Regions from separate parts of the Mus musculus genome. Here all the other regions are linked to region 1. Evidence: chromatin contacts called from public Hi-C data. All regions are on one chromosome and are shown on one strand. The core of a region is the stretch at or near the end of the contact, and the rest is flanking DNA. Distances in the headings are between cores, read along the strand shown. Region 1 holds the start of Hnrnpf (heterogeneous nuclear ribonucleoprotein F). Region 2 holds the start of Arhgdib (Rho, GDP dissociation inhibitor (GDI) beta). Region 3 holds the start of Tulp3 (tubby-like protein 3).

What was found. A called contact is a pair of places that touch in the nucleus more often than the background predicts.
Region 2: a contact with region 1 is called in a Hi-C map of CD8 T cells, with 6 times the contacts expected there. The contact joins the promoter of Arhgdib here to the promoter of Hnrnpf in region 1. A contact is called at or near these places in 2 of 484 Hi-C or Micro-C datasets (CD4 T cells and CD8 T cells).
Region 3: a Hi-C map of B cells shows a contact between it and region 1, with 5 read pairs. The contact joins the promoter of Tulp3 here to the promoter of Hnrnpf in region 1.

What each region holds. Positions count from the first base shown.
Region 1 is chr6:117,904,687-117,909,042 of GRCm38.p6, forward strand. Hnrnpf (heterogeneous nuclear ribonucleoprotein F) reads left to right here and starts at 2,096. Exons shown (of 4, transcript NM_133834.2): 1 at 2,096-2,153. It overlaps 4933440N22Rik, which reads right to left and starts at 3,519. Exons shown (of 2, transcript XM_017321877.1): 1 at 3,418-3,519; 2 at 1,120-3,155. The coding sequence starts at 3,519. The coding sequence ends at 2,424.
Region 2 is chr6:136,939,267-136,943,622 of GRCm38.p6, forward strand. Arhgdib (Rho, GDP dissociation inhibitor (GDI) beta) reads right to left here and starts at 2,490. Exons shown (of 6, transcript NM_007486.5): 1 at 2,385-2,490.
Region 3 is chr6:128,353,268-128,357,623 of GRCm38.p6, forward strand. It overlaps Tulp3 (tubby-like protein 3), which reads right to left and starts at 2,584. Exons shown (of 11, transcript NM_011657.2): 1 at 2,471-2,584. The coding sequence starts at 2,511. Rhno1 (RAD9-HUS1-RAD1 interacting nuclear orphan 1) reads right to left here. Exons shown (of 3, transcript NM_001326585.1): 3 at 3,733-4,356.

The DNA.
Region 1 (4,356 bases), core at 846-3,345:
GGATGAAACGCCACCAGTCACCAGAGTTGTGTGGTGAATGCCTTTACCCCCTGAACTATATGAATAACCTGGACCTAAAACTGTGACCTCCCTTGCCCTCATTTACCCTGCTATGTTCAAACTTTGCTTTTTATTTTACATTCATTTATTTGTTATGCTTTTTTTATTTTTATTTTTTAGTTTTTCGAGACAGGGTTTCTCTGTAGCCCCGGCTGTCCTGGAACTCACTCTGTAGACCAGGCTGGCCTCGAACTCAGAAATCTGCCTGCCTCTGCCTCTCCAGTGCTAGGATGAAAGGTCACTTCAGTTCTTTATTTTTGAGACTGTAAAAGAGCTTTGTAGCACTGTCTGGCCTGGAACGATCACTGTAGACTAGACTGGCCTAGAATTTACAAAGATCTGCCTGCTTCTGCCTCAGGAGTGCTGCGATTAAAGTATTGTGCCACTCTATCTGCTGAATCTGAAAACTTTAAATTTAAAGTGTCAATTTAAATGTAAGGGAACAGGACAGATTGTAACTCTTTTCCTTGACAATTCCTCTCTGCATTTTATTTTTCTAAAATAATAATAATAATAGTAATAATAATAATACCAGTTGTGGCTGGGCACACCTTTAATCTCTCACTTTATGCCTCAGGAGGCAGGGGCCGGTGGATCTCTGAATTGGAGCCATAGTGAGTTCCAGGACAGCCAGCTTTACAACAGAGATACCATGTCTTAGGGTGGGGGTGTGGGGAACCAAAAGAAACAATACAAAACAAAACAAGAGTTGGAAGCCAGCCTGGGTTGCAGTCAGACAGAGGGAGCTCAAAAGTGAAACCTCTGGCTGTAAAAATCTGGGAACTTCAATTTGACCCCTGGAACTCACCTAAGGGAAATGAAAATACTTGTGAAAAGTTGCTCTCTGGCTTCTTCAAGGTTAGAAGTCACTTGCACCTTTCTCTGGCAATAGTAAGGAACTTTAAAAATAAATAAAACCACCCAAGGAGCAGGGTGAGAGGTCTCAGCAGAACTTGCTGCACAGGCCTTTCAACCTTGAGTTTGATCAGGACCCCACATGGTGGAAGGAGAGAACACTCAGGATTGTCCTCTGACTTCAGTTGAAAGTGTGGTGATAACTCGCACGAACTTAACAATTTTAATGCCCCACTCCCTGGGCAAACAAACAAACAAACATCAGAGGTGGGGGATGTAATTTGCCAACTACAAGGCTCTGGGTTTAGTGCTCACGAATACTTATCTAACTTTTGTAGCATCTGTTTTCTATCATTTGACTTCTATTTTTCTTCTTGGACAGGTTTTCCTCTCAAAGTTTTCTTTCCTTTTTCTGGAGTTAGTCTGGTGTGTTGTTTTATAAACGTTTCCTTCATCACTGTAGTTCACTTATAACCAGAGATTATTCTGAACGGCCTTGTAATTTCTCCAGTGTTTATATAGACAGCAGCTCGCGACCATGCATTGTAGCCTCGGCCGCCTCCATGCAGAAATGGAGTTCGTAGGAACCAGCTCGTGTTCCTACGCCCGCCTAGGCGGCTCTGGAAGCTTCAAAAATAATCTTCACTTTAGCTTGTATCTCGACATCTCGCAGAGAATCCTCCCAAATTATTACACATCAAGAAAATCTGTCCCAGCGTTCACATAGTGCTGAGAGTTAGAAACTTCAGACAAATCCCTCCGGACTGCCTGAGATGCCCTTAGGCGGTCTTTCTTTTACATAAGACACCATTCTAGTTTTCCGCACGCATGCGGTCATTGATTCCTTTGGGATCACTTTTCGGGATGCGGAGACACGCGTGCAGAATTCAGCGTCCACCGACTCACCAGCCCACAGGTCTCTTTATGGACAACCCCCTCCACCTTGCTGTCTCCCCCCCCCCCCTCGTTTGCCCGCCCCCTCCCCCTGCTACCCCCCCCCCGCAATGTTTGCGCCTGCGCCGTCACTGTCCTCTCCGGGACTCAGAGGCGGGTCCACAGCTCTCTAGTCCCGCCCCTCTCCCTCCCCCGGCCAATCCTAGGCTCCGTTCTGGGCTCGTCAGAATGGCGCCGCGGCTGCCCTGTGCCCGGATGTCCGCTGCCTGAGGCTCCGCCCCATCACCGTCTTGCATCCTTCCGGCTCCGTCGTGGAAGGAGGACTGCGCCTCGTCTTCCTGAAGGTGGGGTTCGGGGAAGGCCAGCCCGCGGTCACGCCGGCTGTGGGAAGGGAAAGTGGGCTCCCCGGGCTACTGTTTCCGGGTGCTCGGGGCGTGGGCCGAGCGGGGAGCGGACCGGGGATCAGGAGGGCTTCCGGAGGCGCCGCTGGCGCTCGGCAGGCGGGAGTTGAGGAGCAGGCCGGCCGCGCGGTTGACTCGCCCCGCTGAGGCCGTCCCGCGAGCGCGCCTGTGGGGGTTTCCATGGTGACAGTAAACAAGCCTCAACTGCCTCAGCTACAACTGCCAAGTCCCCGGGGTTCCACCCTCCTCTAGGTGCTCTGAGGGCCGGCGAGGTCCGGATGTGAGTGGGAGCGTGGAGCCGAGAAGCCGGAGGTGAGGGCCGCCGGCGGGGTGTGCTGGCGCCTGGGCCCGGCGGGCGTTGGATGGCGGGCGTGGGATCCGGACTCGGAAGGAACGGGGCCGAGGTGGCCGCCGCACAGCCATAGCCGTGCGGAGGCTGCCCACGGAGCTGGGGACCGCGTGGCCGGGGTTTGGGGTCGGGAGCCGAAGTTCAGCGCATTTTCGACGGGGATTGGGCCGCGTGGCCGAGGTGTGCGGTCGGGGGAGCGGGGACTGAGGGCTGGAGTCCGGTCGGTAGGGCCGGGCCTCTGGGCTGAGGTGTGCGGAGGGCCTGGGAGACCGCAGCCGCGGCCCACGCCCGCCCGGAGAAAGCGCGGCTTTCCTCAGAGCCGCCCCCCCACCCCGCCCGCAGGCGCGGCTTCCTCGGCGGGATATTGGGGGGGGGGGTGAGGGTGGAGCGCTTCTCACCCACCGCGGCTTACGCTCTGTCAGCGGCCCCCCGGCAGGCCCGGGCGGTGGTTGTAGTTTGGAGAAAGACGAGCGGGCGCTCACGTGGCCCGAGGCGCCCGGAGTTTCACAAGACTGGGCGGGACGGCTCCGCCCACCGCCCACGCCCGGCCCGAGCGAAGCCGAGCGCCTCGCTTCCTCCTCGTGGCGGCCCGGGAGCTAGGAGCACCGGTCTGCGCCGGTCCCGTCCCCCAGAGGTATCGTGTTAGCGTGTGGGGTGCGGAGTCTTTGCCTAGGTGGGTTAGTCGGCCTTAGCCGCAGTTACGAGCACTTTTGTGCTGTGTTTGTGGAGCCTCACGTGTCTGGGAAAAGTTGAGGTGGGCCCGCTCGGCCTTCCCTCGGCGCGTGCTCTCCGGAGCCTTCCCGACCCGGCGGGATCGGAGAGGCAGCCCCATGTGCCCTAAGACTCCCACCCAGCGACCTTTTCTGCCCCTGCCAGTCCGGGAACAAACAAATGGGCCTCTTTCCTACCTGCAAGTCGGGCTGCGGAGTAAGCGGGCGAGCGAGCGCGGGTGGCCGCCATGTGGCTGTGCGGGATCGGTCTCCTGAACCTGGGCAGTTTTGTTTACGGAACTTTTGGGCTTATTTTAGTCGGTTTCCTTTAATGTTTATTTGTGCGTGGAGGTGAGGGGATAAGGTGAAGAAATGGATTTTTCCAGCACTGGGTCCTTGGGATTGAATTGAGGGTCCCTGTCACAATGATCTATCGCTCTGTCCAGGGGGTGGTTTAAATATTTAATTCTTCTAGTTGAACAAGACAGACGATATCTGGAAATAGTTAATACTTAAGTCTTTCTTCCCTTCGTGCTGCGGAGTGGAGGTCAAAACGTGGTTCAGTTCTTCCATCTGTGTATTCAGACTGAGCGCAGGTAGCTAAGGTCTGGCAAAAAGTGCGTTAGCCCATTGAACAATGTCGAAGTACTTTTGAGTACGCCGGGTGGCTATGCATGCTTTTGCGCTCAGCGCTCGGAGGTAGATCTCAGTTGAGAACAGTCTTACAGACCAAATCCTGACTTAAATTTTGAACTTTCTGCTTTTCTTATCTCCCTCGTGTTGCCATTAGTCTTACCAGCCTTTTTTTTTTTTTTTAAGTTACAAATCATTATGTAGCCACAGAGGATGACCTTGAATTCCAGATCACTCAGCTCCACCTCTAGATTGGAGTACTAACTCGACCACACCCCATTAGTAGTTACTGGGCATGGCAGGCTTTAGGCACGCTTTGTCAGCCCCATTCTGTCTGTATTATGCCCGTTTTTGTAGTAATTTTTAAAAAAGATTCATGGTTTGATTTGAAGGAAGGCCTGGGCACACTGGATCTAAAAGTAAATGCAAAAGTGATTACTTGTTTCTTGAGGTA
Region 2 (4,356 bases), core at 1,240-3,739, about 19 Mb after region 1:
TCTCCCTCTCCCTCTCCCTCTCCCTCTCCCTCTCCTCCCTCTCCCTCTCCCTCTCCCTCTCCCTCTCCCTCTCCCTCTCCCTCTCCCTCTCCCTCTCCCTCTCCCTCCCCCTTCTCCCCCCCATTTAAAAAATGCCTCCCCCCCACCTTTTTAAAAGACGGGGTCTCACTCTGTATCCTTGGCTGACCTGGAACTCACAGAGATGCCCTGCCTTTCAAATGCTGGAATTAAAGTCGGGCCTCACCACTCCCACTGAGGACCACAGACTCTTCTTTCCTGCCTATGCATTCCAAGCGCGCTCTTCCAGCTCTGTTTTTCGGTGCAGAAAGAGATAAGAGTACGAATCACTATGTTCCCCCCCCCCCCACACACACACACACTGCGTGACGTTCCTCTTTCACAAATACCACTTTAAATAATCTTAAAAGACAGCTGCACTCTGGAAGCCATGACTAGGCAAAAAACTAGACACAGTCACCAAGGTTCTAAATTAATGTGAGACGTCAAAGACAATTTCATGGACACTCGAACTTAGATTATTAGACCCCCGAGGAATCCCCTGTGGAGTTTTAGTCAGCTTGGGTTGAGGAAACCAGAATATTATCAATAAAGGGCAACCTGGTAAGATCTTATTGTATGGATGAAAGTACCAGTGATTTTTCAGGAGCAATCAAGACCCGAGGCCTGCAAAACTCTACCTGGGACTCAACCCACCATCCACCAATGTAGTCCATCTCAGCAGCGAGGCTGCTGTGCAAACAAAGACATTCCACATGTGGGATTAGAGAAATCTTCTTCCACAGACAATGTCTAAGGCTATCAACTCTTTTACTGTACCACTATATGAACTGCTGAACACTTCCTTAATATTCTTCTCCATTCTCTCAGTATGAAAATCGTGAGTTTCTCAATACCAGGCTTGGCACACCAGAGGGCTCTGAGCCAACCCTGGCTGTCTTTTCTCTCTGCTTAGTTTTCACCCCACAGGGCTTCTTCTCCCTTCCTGTTAGCTCAAGTTTGTCACGGATCATATTCCCGTAAATTCCCCTCAGAGTAACTCTGCTGTTCTGAGCTTCCAGTGGAAACCAAACTGTGCGCGGCTGAGCAAAGCCTGTCTCCCTGGGACAGACCCACACTCTCCAAAATGGTGAAGGACCAAATTCCGAGGGCAAGAAGATGCCCATGAGGTTTAGGCCGGCTAGTCATGGTTGTTTCTCACTGGCAGAGTGTGGGCCACGTGGAAGGAGAGTTGATCATGTTCTATCAGAAACCTGAAGGACTCACAAAAGAATAAGCTCATTTTGTCAGTAAACTTGCACTGTGTTTGAAACGGGCAGGGGTACACTCTTAGAAATGCCACAGAGAGAAATGGCACCTGTTGGTGACAAATTCCCAGCCAGCAGGTCACCGCTGATCTCTTCTTGAGTTCTCATGTGGGGAACCCAGTGTGCTAAGCCTGACTTCAGAAGGCTCTTAGTGTCTTTGTGAAGGGGTGGTTTGGGGGCCTTCCTGTAAGAGTCTGACTCCCTCACCGCCTAGTGAAAAACTACTCAGAGCTTCTCAGACCCATGCTACAGTTACCCAAAATGGGGCATTTAGCACTTGCTGACTGGAAAACCTGAGAAAGAGAGGAGAGCATACCAAGTGATGCCTAGAGCCCTTCTAGCAAGGCCAAAGTTCAGACCACGACAGCTGGAAGGCCCACCGACCACGTTTATAGCTGGGCCCACGCAGACTCTCCTAGTGCCTCTCCCACAGTTTTCTCCACATCTTCTGGGTCTGCATCAGTTCCCCTTGATGTGGAGGGCTGCTTTGTTTTTTGGCAGTCACAGTGAATATCTTCCTGCCCAGCCCACTGCAGGAATTTAATTCCCCTGGTTTTTGCTAAGGGCTTAGCATTTGACAGCTCTGCACCATATTTTCTCTCCTTTCAAACAGTCTCTTTAAAGTGTGCTCAAAAACAGGAAACCACACATCTCCACCCCAGCACAAGCCGCCATCCACAGCACAGTCAGTATCAGAGGTAGGGTTTTCCTTTTCCTGAGCGCAGCCAAATTCCAGCTCCTGCCTAGCAAGGAAACCACCCAGTGCTGCCCCCCACTCCGCCCCCATTCCAGGTATCCCCAGAGCCCTTCTCTAGAACATTCTGGTAGCAGGGTACTCTCTCCTACCTCCTTCAGCTTGTCTCCCCTTCTCAGGGCTGACTTCCCCTTTTCTGCTCCAGCAATCTCTTTAGCACTTTCTTATCATGAAGTTCGGTTTAAAGAACCGCCCTTCCTAAGAACAGCAACAGCTCCTCTGGCAAGGGCAGTAGGGTGGTTCTGAGATTTCCTACAGGACTCTGCGCCCACCTGCAGCCTCCCCACCTCAGGCATTCAACTTACATTCCAGGCTCCAGTCGGCCCTGTGTCTCTGGAGGTTACCTCTGTCTCTCAACTCTGACTGAGGACTGGCAGAACAGGAAGGAAGTTGAGAGAGAGAGAGAGAGAGAGAGAGAGAGAGAGAGAGAGAGAGAGAGAGAAGAGGAAAAAATGTTTTAAACCTACTTGACAAGGAAACCCTGGGCTGTCTCGATATCCTGCTCTGCCTATCTTCCGATCAGCCGTCTGAGCAGCATTCTTGACAATTAATGACACATGTGGAGCAAACCAGCCCATGTGACATAGATGCATGAGTGTGCATGCTGGGGGAGGGTCCCTGTAGCTGTGTGTGCTTTCAATGACTGGGTGTGCGTGTCTAAAAGCCATAATCTCGGGGAGAGACATAGGGCCCCTAAACAGAAGTAATAGGCTTTATTGTGTACTACAAACTTCTGCTCCTCTAAGGCTCCTGTCAGCTTTCTTTTATTTATAATTCATTTATTTATAGTAAGACAACTTGCTGGTAGGAAATGAGGAGTAGAAATTATGAATGTTAAATGTATATACTGGGTGCTCAATTTAAATAATTTGTCTTCAGACAGAGGGTTTTTTTTTTGAGCTTTATTTATTGGTCCTCATTTGAAGATGTTGCTGTGTATTATTGCACCACAAGCCTTCAAACGAAATAAACAAAAGTAAAAACAAAAGCAAGAACAAACACTGTTGGTTATATCTAGGAATGTAGATTGTAAATGCAGCTTCATTAATTCCTCATCTAACGCAGAAATCTGTGACAATCACATGGATGCTAAAATTGACTTTGCAGCTATTTGAGGAGTGGCTTGTGAATAAATTTAAATGAGAACAAGCTGCCAACACTGTGTGCAGTCCCGTTGGAGACAGGGCTGCGGTGTCTGCGTTTCGATGCTTTCTCTAACTTGCTCCTAAGCTGCGGTCAACAAGGCATGCTCGTTTATACTAACATTTCAATAATCAGTATTTGTATTAATATGCGTAGTGACTGCTACCTCAACCAAGGCACTTGGGGAAAATGGCACTTTTCCTCTCTTCATCCAAATAGGCTGCATGCTCTTCAGTTATTTTGAACGTCGCTGTGAGTTGTGTCTGGTGCTGAGATGTATTCAAATGCTAAGTACTGGCCACCAAGATCTGGTTGTCCCCCAACATCTTCAGTAGACCAAGTGATGCTATGTAAATCTCATTCCCCAATTGAAAACTATTGGCTAGATAAAAGTGGTTACAGCCAATTACCAGGTAGAATAGAGGCAAGTGGGTTTTCAGTTACCAGGATGAGGGTCGCAGGTAGGGACCATGGGAAAAAAGAGAGAAGGAGAGGAAGAAGAGAGGACGAGGAAGGAGAAAGGAAAGAAAGAAAACAGGAGGTCTCCATTAGACATGATGAACCAGGAGTATGTGGCCGTGAAATGCCCCGCCCACCAGGATAGACTGATGGAGCAGAAATAACCTGGGATGTGTGTGGGGGGCGATGGGGGAAGACTCAAACATCAACTACTTGTGGAATCACAGTTTGGAAAGTAGATAGTCCAGTGTATAGAAAAATAGATTAGATGTGACCCCACCCACCCACCCAATAATTGTGCTAAGCTGATTAAATAAACTCATAGGACTTTGCCTTGATTATTTGGGGGCTGTCTGAGTCATATTAATAGACAATAGAATTTAATAAAATTAATTGAGAGACTACATTATGCCCTTAGAGTAAGGAGAACTGGAGTGATCCTGAGACTGGCAGTCATATGGTCAGACATGGGCTTCTGACCTAGGGAACATATAAGAAGGAAATGAGGGAGCATTGTGGGCTGTGTGCTGGACAATTTTATGTCAACTTAACACAAGCTATAGTCAGCTGAGAGGAAGGAACCTCACTTGAGAAAAATACCTCTACTTGATAAGAAGGGCCCAGCCCATTGTGGGTGGGGCCACCCCTGGGTTGGTGGTTCTGGGTTCTATAAGA
Region 3 (4,356 bases), core at 1,334-3,833, about 10 Mb after region 1:
AACATTAGGTGGAGCTTAGGGGATCCTGTGGAAGAGAGGAAGGATTGAAGAAGCCAGAGAGGTCAAGAACACCACAAGAAAACCAACAGAATCAACTAACCTAGGTTCATAGGGGCTCACAGAGAATGAACCCCCAACCAGGGAACCTGCACGGGACCAACCTAGGCTCGCTGCACATGTTACAGTTGTGTATCTTGGTCTACTTAACAGTGGGAGCAGGGGCTGGGTCTGACTCTTTTTTTTTTAATTTTTTTATTATTTATTTATTATATGTGAGTACCCTGTAGCTGTCTAAAGACACACCAGAAGAGGGAGTCATATCTCGTTACGGATGGTTGTGAGCCACCATGTGGTTGCTGGGATTTGAACTCAGGACCTTCAGAAGAGCAGTCAGTGCTCTTAACCACTGAGCCATCTCACCAGCCCCCTGGGTCTGACTCTTGTTACCTGATTTAGGGATCCTTTCTTCCTCTTGGGATGCCTCCTCCAGCCTTAAAAGTAGAGGAGGTGCCTAGTCTTAATGCAACTCGATATGCCATGGCTGGTTGGCATCCATGGGAGGAGAGAAAGGGAGGAGTGGATGGGGGGGGGGAATACTGGGAGGAGGAGAGGAGGAGGGAGAACTCTGGTCAGAATGTAAAGAAAATTTCAAATTTAAGAGAGAGCGGGGGAGAGACAAAGAGAGAGGGGGAGAGAGAAGACACCTAGCACACAAGTCCACCCAGGTTTGGTGATACATGCCTACAGGAGACACTTGGGAGGCTCAGGCAGGGAAGATTTTGAGTTTGTGGCTAGCCTGGACCACTGGATTATACTGACTTTCAGTCAAGTCAGTCTCGAAGTCTCTCTCAAAACACTCTTAATGACTACCCCAAAAGCAAGGCAGTCACTGGCTTTTAGCAACAAACCTGCATGCTCTTCCTAGGGCAGGAGAAACTAGGGGCTCCCACGGGCTCCTTTCCTGTCAATCAACTGGAAATTAAAGAGTCGATTTCTTTCTTTGGAAGAAAAGGTGGGGGAGGAGGCATTAAAGCTTAAAGCTTCAAGTCCAGGAGATGAAAACAAAACAAAACAAAAACCTGCCAGCTGGTCCCAGTTTCAAAGTCAAGTCCTTGTTCCCTAAAATCATGAGTCATGGAAGGCAGAGTCAGATGGGTCTGTATGAGTTTGAGGCTAACCTGGTTTGAATATCGAGTTTCAGTCTTGCTTCATAAGACCTATCTCAAAAAATAAAATAAAAATAAAATCACATCCCTAAGAAATTTACTTCTCTAAAAATCATTTCGTTAACAACTAAATCCCTCAACTGAACGCGATATCATTTGATTTCAACCGGATACACGCTGAATTCTAACTTTCCTACCCCGACCTTACCCTTGTAAATGGATCTTCGGTTCCCAAAATGGAGAAGTTGTAAACAAATTTCAGAGAGCAGCTATCATGTTTATAGAATTTAGTTGATGAAAGATTAAAACAGGTGACGCCTTGGGAGGCAGAGGTAGGGGGCAAATGTTCAAAGTCCTCCTTATTAACTTATTATTAAGTTTCAGGGAAGCCTAGTCTGGATGGGACCCACGGGGGGTGGGGGGGTCGCTATTCCGTCTTTATAACTTTGTAAAATATGGTTTCGGATCAGTTAAAAACCAGTTTAAACGTCAGACCAAATCCTAACACGCCAAGCCTTTATCGCTGTGGTAATGGAATGGTAAAGGAAGAATGTAGTTGGCGTGTTTGATTTTAATCCTCACACCATGCCAAAGTTTTGAGCCAGTGATTTCACACGGCCCCCCATTAACTTTTCGTTAGCCTAGCTGACAAGAAATGAACAGGCTGAGATTGCAGCCCGTTTGTCTTTCCAAGCTCACCATGTGAACCAGGCAAAAAGAGGGGTATTGGTAGAAAAGCCAGGGGCACGAGCAAGAGTACGGATCAGTCTAAACTAAGTCCTGATTGAAAGAACTGCTAGAACTCAGGGGAAGGAAGAAAGAAGAAAAGAACAGTTTTGCATTTTCAGCTCTCGGACTCGTTCCAGAATTCCGCAATGACTGCCAAATGCAACGGCCTTGGAACCAATTAACCATCACTCGCGACCTTCCGCGTCGACTCCCAAGAGTGCCCTCCTTCCAGCTCAGTTCTGATCCTACTCGTGAAAGACATGGGGGAGGGCGAACGCATTGCAAGTAAGGGAATCGAGACCCCAGGGGAGCAGGGCGAGCTGGTCCAGGGTAAACTCCAGGGGAGCGGCTCAAGAGTGCTGGCGGCACGGGATGCACAGCGCATTGCAAATGAGGGAATCGGAGGCCCTTGGGGAGTAGGGTGAGCAGGTTCGGGGTAAATTCCAGGAAAGAGACGCGAGAGCGCTCTGGCGACGCGGGGTGTGCAAAGCGCCTGCTCAGCTGGGGACCCGATCTTGGCCTCCGCTCTTGCCCGCCCACCCTGGAGACCCCAGCCCGCCCCACCGCCGCCTGACCTGTCCCCGCGGGGTCCGGGTGCGCAGCGCGCCGCCTCCATACCCGCCCGACCGGTGGCATCAGCGTCCAGACCCCGAGACGCCGCCGCCCGGCTGGAGAGGATGGAGGAGATCGGGCCCCGCCCCTGACAACCACACCCCGCACTGTCGCCGACGCCCATTGGTCCAGTGCCCTACGCTCCCCTCTCACTGGCAAATGGCGTTAGCCATGATGCTGGAGGGTTTCCAGGGGGCGGGAGGCACCGGGAGGCGAAGGCGCGTGCGCTAGATCCGGGAGCAGCCCCCCGGGGTTGGGTCGGAAGAGTCTGCTGCTCCATTCCACCGCTCCGGGACTGGCCCCCACAGAGCGATCCCCAGCACCCCTCTGTGGCACCGAGAACATCCAGGCTGCTGCCTTGGGTTTTCTACTCTTTATCACCTGAAGCCTCAGCATCTGACCACCGACTCTGGGATAGCCGAGGCCTTCAGCCTCCCAAACCAGCCTTTGCCCAAAGCCCGACTGAGGGATCCCTACCTGGGGACCTTCAGCAAATGTCCTTATTTAGTGAGGGTAGCAGCTAAGCTGTCCTCTCTGCAGTAAATCATGCCTCCAGCCATCAATGCCTTTGTGGCTTTGGTCCCTATAGGACTTTATGACCAGAACTATAGCATATAAACTTAATTAGTAAGGCCAAAGTCACACTGATGTTGAATCCAAAAATTCACTTAAAAAATAATGTATTTATTTTGAGACAGGATTTCACTATACTATCCTCGGTTGGTCTGGAACTCTGAGATCCTACTGCCTCTGTCACCCTAGTGCTAGAATTAAAGGCATGTGCCATCGTGCCCTAGGCTATTATGTGTATGTTTCACCTATGTGTATGTCTGCATATCATATGCATCCCTGGTGCCCAAGGCTGTCAGATACCCCGGAACTGGAGTTACAGATGGTTGTGAGTCACCATGTGGGTGCTGGGAATAGAACTCGCGCCTCCGGGCATCCAGGGCTCATAACTGCTGAGCCACCTCTCCAGGTCCCAGAAATTAATTTTTGAAAACTAGGGAATATGATACCTGCACACATAGGCTAGGAAAGCATTGCACTCACTTAGCCCCTCTCCCTGTGGGACTCTGGATTGCTCCTTTGTGTGTGTGTGTGTGTGTGTGCTACAAATCTTCACTCATAAGCTCTGCTTGGTCTAGAAAGGGCTAGTGCTAAATGAGTAGGGTTGAAAGAGATGCTATTTGAATGAGTAAGAGGACCACTGAGACAGGCACATCCACACTACCCACACTAGAGTGTGAGCTTCCACTTTATGTACACATAGGATAAGTTACTGATAGGAATCCATTTCTCCACCACATGTGATAGCGTCATATTTCTTCCACTGTAAACACATCTCAAAACACAAACCTAAAGTACTCATCCGTCCCCTAGCTCTCTGACCCCATCGTATTCACCAACACAGGCCTGGCTTGGGACCCTTTGAGCCAAGGCTGTCAACCATTAAAAACCAGAGCTCTCTCTTGATTTTCTCCAGTCGCTGAGCCTCACACTCGGTACCAACAGCGTGAGATGAATTAGTTCGAGGCAGAAGACTAATAAGCATAGACCTTTTATAGATGGGCACGAGGCTGCATTACTGACAACGGCTGGGTTCTCTAAAAACTCGGCAGCCATTTATTTACAAACGCTGTGAACAGTACAAGAAACGTCAGAGGTCTAAACAGTTAATGTGAGAAAAATACCAACAGTTCATGACACTAAATTCAACGGTTCCTGGTGCGAGGCGGAACCCTAGAAACCGAACTCCGACTCTGGCTAAGTGGTCTTCCTATTGCTGTTCGTCCCCTTTCATCCTTTCAAACCAGGATGACTTGCGAAACCTCCCCACAGCAGCTCC